Regions from separate parts of the Mustela erminea genome. Here region 1 is linked to region 2. Evidence: chromatin contacts called from public Hi-C data. All regions are on one chromosome and are shown on one strand. The core of a region is the stretch at or near the end of the contact, and the rest is flanking DNA. Distances in the headings are between cores, read along the strand shown. Region 1 holds the start of NELFA (negative elongation factor A). Region 2 holds the start of LOC116584797.

The links. Hi-C and Micro-C count contacts between places; a contact is called where the count stands out from the background.
Region 1: a contact with region 2 is called in a Hi-C map of skeletal muscle, with 11 times the contacts expected there. The contact joins the promoter of NELFA here to the promoter of LOC116584797 in region 2. A contact is called at or near these places in 2 of 3 Hi-C or Micro-C datasets (skeletal muscle and spleen).

Annotation. Positions count from the first base shown.
Region 1 is chr2:98,215,380-98,218,079 of mMusErm1.Pri, forward strand. It overlaps NELFA (negative elongation factor A), which reads right to left and starts at 1,301. Exons shown (of 12, transcript XM_032333592.1): 1 at 890-1,301; 2 at 1-49. The coding sequence starts at 1,286.
Region 2 is chr2:98,086,763-98,089,462 of mMusErm1.Pri, forward strand. It overlaps LOC116584797, which reads left to right and starts at 1,446. Exons shown (of 5, transcript XM_032333596.1): 1 at 1,446-1,816. The coding sequence starts at 1,583.

The DNA.
Region 1 (2,700 bases), core at 51-2,550, 130 kb after region 2:
AACCGCAGCGGCACTACGTTAGCCGGCGCCAGCTTCGGTGTTTTGAAACCTAGTTCACCTCGCGCGAAAACCGACACAGCGTGCCGTTTCGCAAAAACAAGACCAGTCTCACACTCACGCCCTTGAGCGACGTGGAGCACCCGTACGCGGGAAGAACCCTAAGATTTGTGAACAAGCGTCCTGAACGAGCGGCTGTTCGTGAGGTGCCCGGGACAGAACCCGGAGCCCGCCGCCCTCCGCGGCCCGGATCCCGGTTGCGGGGGGACCCCACGTCCTCCGGCGGCTTCCCAACCTCCCCTCCCAGCCGGTGGGCTCCAGCTCCTCCCCTCCAGCACCCCCGGGGCCGGGAGGCCGGGGCCTGTGGGGCCGGCGGTCGGGAGACAGGCCTGACCAGGGCGTGAGAGAGGGGGAGGCGTGAGGGTCGAGGAACGAGGGTCCCGCGGCCCGAATGAGGGTCCGTGGGCAGGGGGCGTGAGGGTCGGGGACGAGGGTCCCGGGGCGGGAACGAGGGTCCGTGAGCCAGGGGGGCGTGAGGGTCTGGCACGAGGGTCCCGGGGCGGGAACGAGGGTCCGTGGGCCAGGGGGCGGTGAAGGTCCGTGGGCAGGGGGGCTTGAGAGTCGGGCATGAGGGTCTCGGGGCGGGAATGACTGTGCGTGGGCAGGGGGGCGTGAGGGTAGGGGAGGGCGTGAGGGTCGGGGACGAGGGTCTCGAGGCGGGAATGAGGGTCCGTGGGAAGTGGGGCGTGAGGGTCGCGGGGTTCCGGGTGACCGTGAAGGTCCGGGGGAGGGCTGGAAGGGGTAAGAGGGAAAGTCGGAGAGAAGGGGGCAGGGCCCGGGTCTAGGGTCCCTGGAAAGGGCGGCCCCGCGTTCCCACCGCCGTTCGCCTCACCTCGTCCACGGTGCGGCGCGGGAGGTGCAGCGTCCCGAGCAGCAGCTTGAGCTTCACGGCCGAGGAGAGGCCGTGGAAGCAGAGACGGATGTTGTCGATGACCGCGGCGGTGAGCAGGGACGCGATGCTGGGCGGCGCCCACAGCTCGTCCGTGGCCCCCAGCTTGTTGTGCAGCCACAGGCCCGTGTCGCTCTCCCGCATGGACGCCATTTTGGGGGGAGAAAGCCGGGCGCCGCCGAGCCGGCATCTTATGAAGACACCTACGCGGCCGCGGCGAGGACCCCCAACATGGCGGCGCCCGCGGGGCGGCCGCGGTGACGTCTCCTGGGGGCGGGGCCTCGGCGAGGCGGTACGCGGCGGCGCCGAGGAGGGCTCGCGGGTCGCCGTAACGCAGCATGGCGGCGCCCGCGGCCTGCTCTTCGGCGGCTGGGTGAGATGACGTCAGGAGAGGGGCGTCGCGCGCCTGTGGCGGAAGGGCGCGTGGACGGGGGACGCGGCTTCGAGGCGGAGCGCGCTAGCGGGGTTGGCCCTTGCCGCGAGACGCCCGCCCGGTAGCCCGCGCTATCTGGTCCCGGTGCGGACCAGGCGTCCAATGTGGCCCGGAGGCGGGCTTCCAGGCAGGGTCCCAGGCGCACGGCCCAGGCCTCCTCGCCCCCCCTGCTGAAGGAGCACCCTGCGCGCTGGCCGTGCCGAAGGAAGGTCTCCAAGGGCCACAGGACGCGTAGGACGGTCCGCCGGGGGCTGCCCGGGGCGCTCGCATGCCCTCGGGTGAGGGGTGCCCTGTGCTCGCTGCCGTCCCAGAGGCCTGAGTGGGCTCTGCGGCCCAGAGGGAGTGGGCGGTGTACGGTAGTGAGGATGGTGCGCAGAGGCCGCTGGGCGGCGGGTGCTTGGCTGGACTCCGGTCCCCGGTGCCGCTGTGTTTGCTGGTGCCCGCAGCTGCCCGGGGAGAGGACGGAGTCGCTGTGCGGGCAGCCTGCCAGACTTGGACCTTCCCTTTGCAGATGCCCGGAGTGCGGGAGAATGAGCCCTGCCTTCCCGGCGGAGTGAGGGCGGTTTCCCCGTGCCAGGATTCCACTTTGGGAATGATCAAGGAAATCCCAGCACGGAGTCAAGATCCCTTTGCCTGCGGGGCTTACTCTCCGCCGTGGCCAACCCTCTGCTTCCTAATAGGCCCGCCACCTCGCCTGCTTCGGGAGGTTTCCGTGGACCAGGAGGTGCTCTGGTTATGGTCACAAACTGGGAGGAGTGGGTACTGGTCTACCATGGCCTGGCAGGACTGGGGCATCTGTCGGAGAAGGGGAGGTTGCAGGAGGTCGCAGGCTGTGAGCAGGAGCAAGGGCGACCTGCCTAGGGAGCACCTCCGTGCCTCAGGACGGTACCTCCTTCCCAGGTCCTCACCTCCCTGCCCCAACACATACTTGTGCCCCTCCCCCATCATCTCCAAGAGCGCCGGCGTCCAAATCGCCCCTTCGGACCTACTCCCTTCACACCCATAGGCTCCATCTTTCCAGTTCAAGACCACTATGGGGAGGAAGGGGGGATGCACCCACTGCCTCACCCTTCTGCACCTGGGCAGTGGAGAGGTCTGCAGTCCAGTCCCCTCAGATCAGATCTAGCTCACCTCTCTCCCCAGGCACCACCCCCAACCCACTCTGGTGTGTTCGGGATACCTACTGATTTATCATCGACAAAACTTAAATGTTGTGTATATATGTGCCTTCAATGGGCAGAGAGGATATTATGCCAGATCTTGTATCTATTCCCCTAGCATTAAACCCTTACACTGCTTCCAGAGACCCACCCTACAGACA
Region 2 (2,700 bases), core at 196-2,695:
CACATCTCCCTGTGCCATGGTGAGGGACTGCCACAAGTACAGAGCTGGGTGGGCAAGGAGTACCTTGTGAATTTCCCTTCACTGGAGACTGTAGTCCTGCCTTTCCTGTTTTGTCACACCTGAAAACAGCTGCGTCATCTGTTTTGCCCATGTTAATTGTTGTTGACAGTGGGAGGGCCCATCTACTACAGGATTCTCTGTTCTAGCCTCAATCCAATTTGCTTTTTTTTTTTTTTAAGATTTTATTTATTTATTTGACAGACAGAGATCACAAGGAGGCAGAGAGGCAGGCAGAGAGAGAGGGGGAAGCAGGCTCCCTGCTGAACAGAGAGCCCAATGCGGGGCTCGATCCCAGGACCCTGAGATCATGACCTGAGCCGAAGGCAGAGGCTTTAACCCACTGAGCCACCCAGGCGCCCTCCAATTTGCTTTTTTAAAAAGACAAATGTCGGGACGTCTGGGTGGCTCAGTTGGTTAAGCAGCTGCCTTCGGCTCAGGTCATGATCCCAGCTTCCTGGGATCGAGTCCCACATCGGGCTCCTTGCTCCGCAGGGAGACTGCTTCTCCCTCTGACTCTGCCTTCCACTCTGTCTGCCTGTGCTTGCTCTCGCTCACTCTCTCTGACAAATAAATAAAATCTTTAAAAAAAAAAAAAGACAAATGTTTCCACATTTGTGGCAAAACTGGTGAGCTCTGAATCAAGCCTAGAATTTAGTGTTAATGGTCTGATGCTGGTTTCTTAGTTTTGACAAAGCTACCATGGAAATGTGAGCTGATGAGACTAGGGGAAACAGGTGGGCAACTGTTATCTGTGCATCTTTTCTGTAAATATAAACTTATTACAGAGACGCCTGGGTGGCTCAGTCGGTGAAGCGTCTGCGTTCAGCTCAGGTCATGATCCCAGGGTCCTGAGACTGAGTCCTGCATCAGGCTCTCTGCTCAGCGGGGAGCCTGCTTCTCCCTCTGCCTGCTGCTCCCCTTGCTTGTGCGCGCGCTCTCTCTCTGACAAATAAATAAACAAAATCTTTTAAAAAGTAAACTTATTACAATAAAAAAATAAAAGTCCATCTGGCTGGGGGCAGGAGTGAGGGAAAGAGAGGCCAGGTTCTGTGTCTGTGTGGCTGCCCACTAGGCTGGCTGTGAGTGGCTGCTTCTGCTGTCTCTAGTCAGTCCCCAACTCAGGCTGGGGAAGGTGGTCACTAGTCCAAAACAGAAGTGCCCCCAAAGAGTTCCCCAAGATTTTACCAGTTCTTACACCTAGTGGCAGGCCCAGAGCCTGCAAAGAACTTTCATTTTCTTCTCTTTGATGTTTTGGATGTGTGTGTGTGTGTGTGTGTTTTAAGATTTTATTTATTTGACACGCAAAGACAGCGAGAGAGGGAAGACAAGCTGGGGCAGTGGGAAAGGGAAAAGCAGGCCAGGGAGCCTGACATGGGGCTGGATTCCACGACCTTGGGATCATGACCTGAGCGGAAGGCAGACGCTTATCGATGGAGCCACCCAGGCACCCTAATATGTTTTGGGTTTTAATTTTCTGCAGTCTTCATAATTAGAAAAAGAAGCGCAACTTTAGCACAAAACAATGTTTCTTCAGCGAAAACCTGAGTGGGTGGGCAGCGCTGGCCAGGGCGCCCTGACTGGTGGTCCTCCACCTGGGGCAGTCCCCGCGGAGGAGGGCGGTGCAGGGGTGGGCGCGGCACGGCGAAGATCGCCCGTCTTCTCATCGCTGCCCTCGGTTCCCTCGGCGGAAGCCACGAGACTCACTGAGCGGGCGACACCCTGGCGGCGGAGGGTCAGAGTCAGGAAGAGGAGCCAGGTAGCGGGCCACTGGCGGGGCCGGGCGGGGGCGGGGCCTCGCGGCGCGTGGCCAATGGAGCGGGCGGGATTTGTGGGTCGGGGCCAGGACGGCGGGAGCTCTGCGTACCCCGCTGGGGCAGGTTTCTAACCTCCGCAGCCCGGGCGCCGCCTCCTTATCCCGCGGCCGGAACGTGCGAGCTTTCCTGCCCCGCTGAACCCGCGCCGCTCCGGTTCCGCCGCCCACGCGGCGACTGCCCGGGCCATCACCCGATGGGAGGGCAGCGGGGCAAATGGGACCATGTGCCCTTAGGGAAGCGGCCATTCCTAACTCCCAGCCACTCCTGCAGCCGGTACGGCACTACTGCCACACTGTGCACAAGGAAGCCTCACACCCTGCCCAAGGTCGTGCAGTTAGTAAGGGAGATGTGGGTTGTACTTTGTTCCCCAAAAGATACGTTCAAGGCCTAACTCCCCTAACTGTGAATGCGACCTATTTGGAAACAGGGTCTTTGCAGATGTAATCAAATTAAGAAGTCCTTAAGCGGACTTAGGACTGGCGTCCTTAGGAGAAGGGAAAATAGGGGCCCCTGGCTGGCTCAGTTGGTGGAACAAGCGACGCTTGCTCTCAAAATTGATTGAGCCCCACTTCAGGTGTAGAGATTACTTAAAAATAAAGTTTTTTTAAAAAGAAAGAAAGGGGGCGCCTGGGTGACTCAGTGAGTTAAAGCCTCTGCCTTGGCTCAGGTCATGATCCTAGGGTCCTGGGATGGAGCCCCACATGGGGCTCTCTGCTCAGCAGGGAGCCTGCTTCCTCCTCTCTCTCTGCCTGCCTCTTTGCCTACTTGAGATATCTGTCTGTCAAATAAATAATTAAAATCTTAAAAAAAAAAAAAAGAAAGAAAG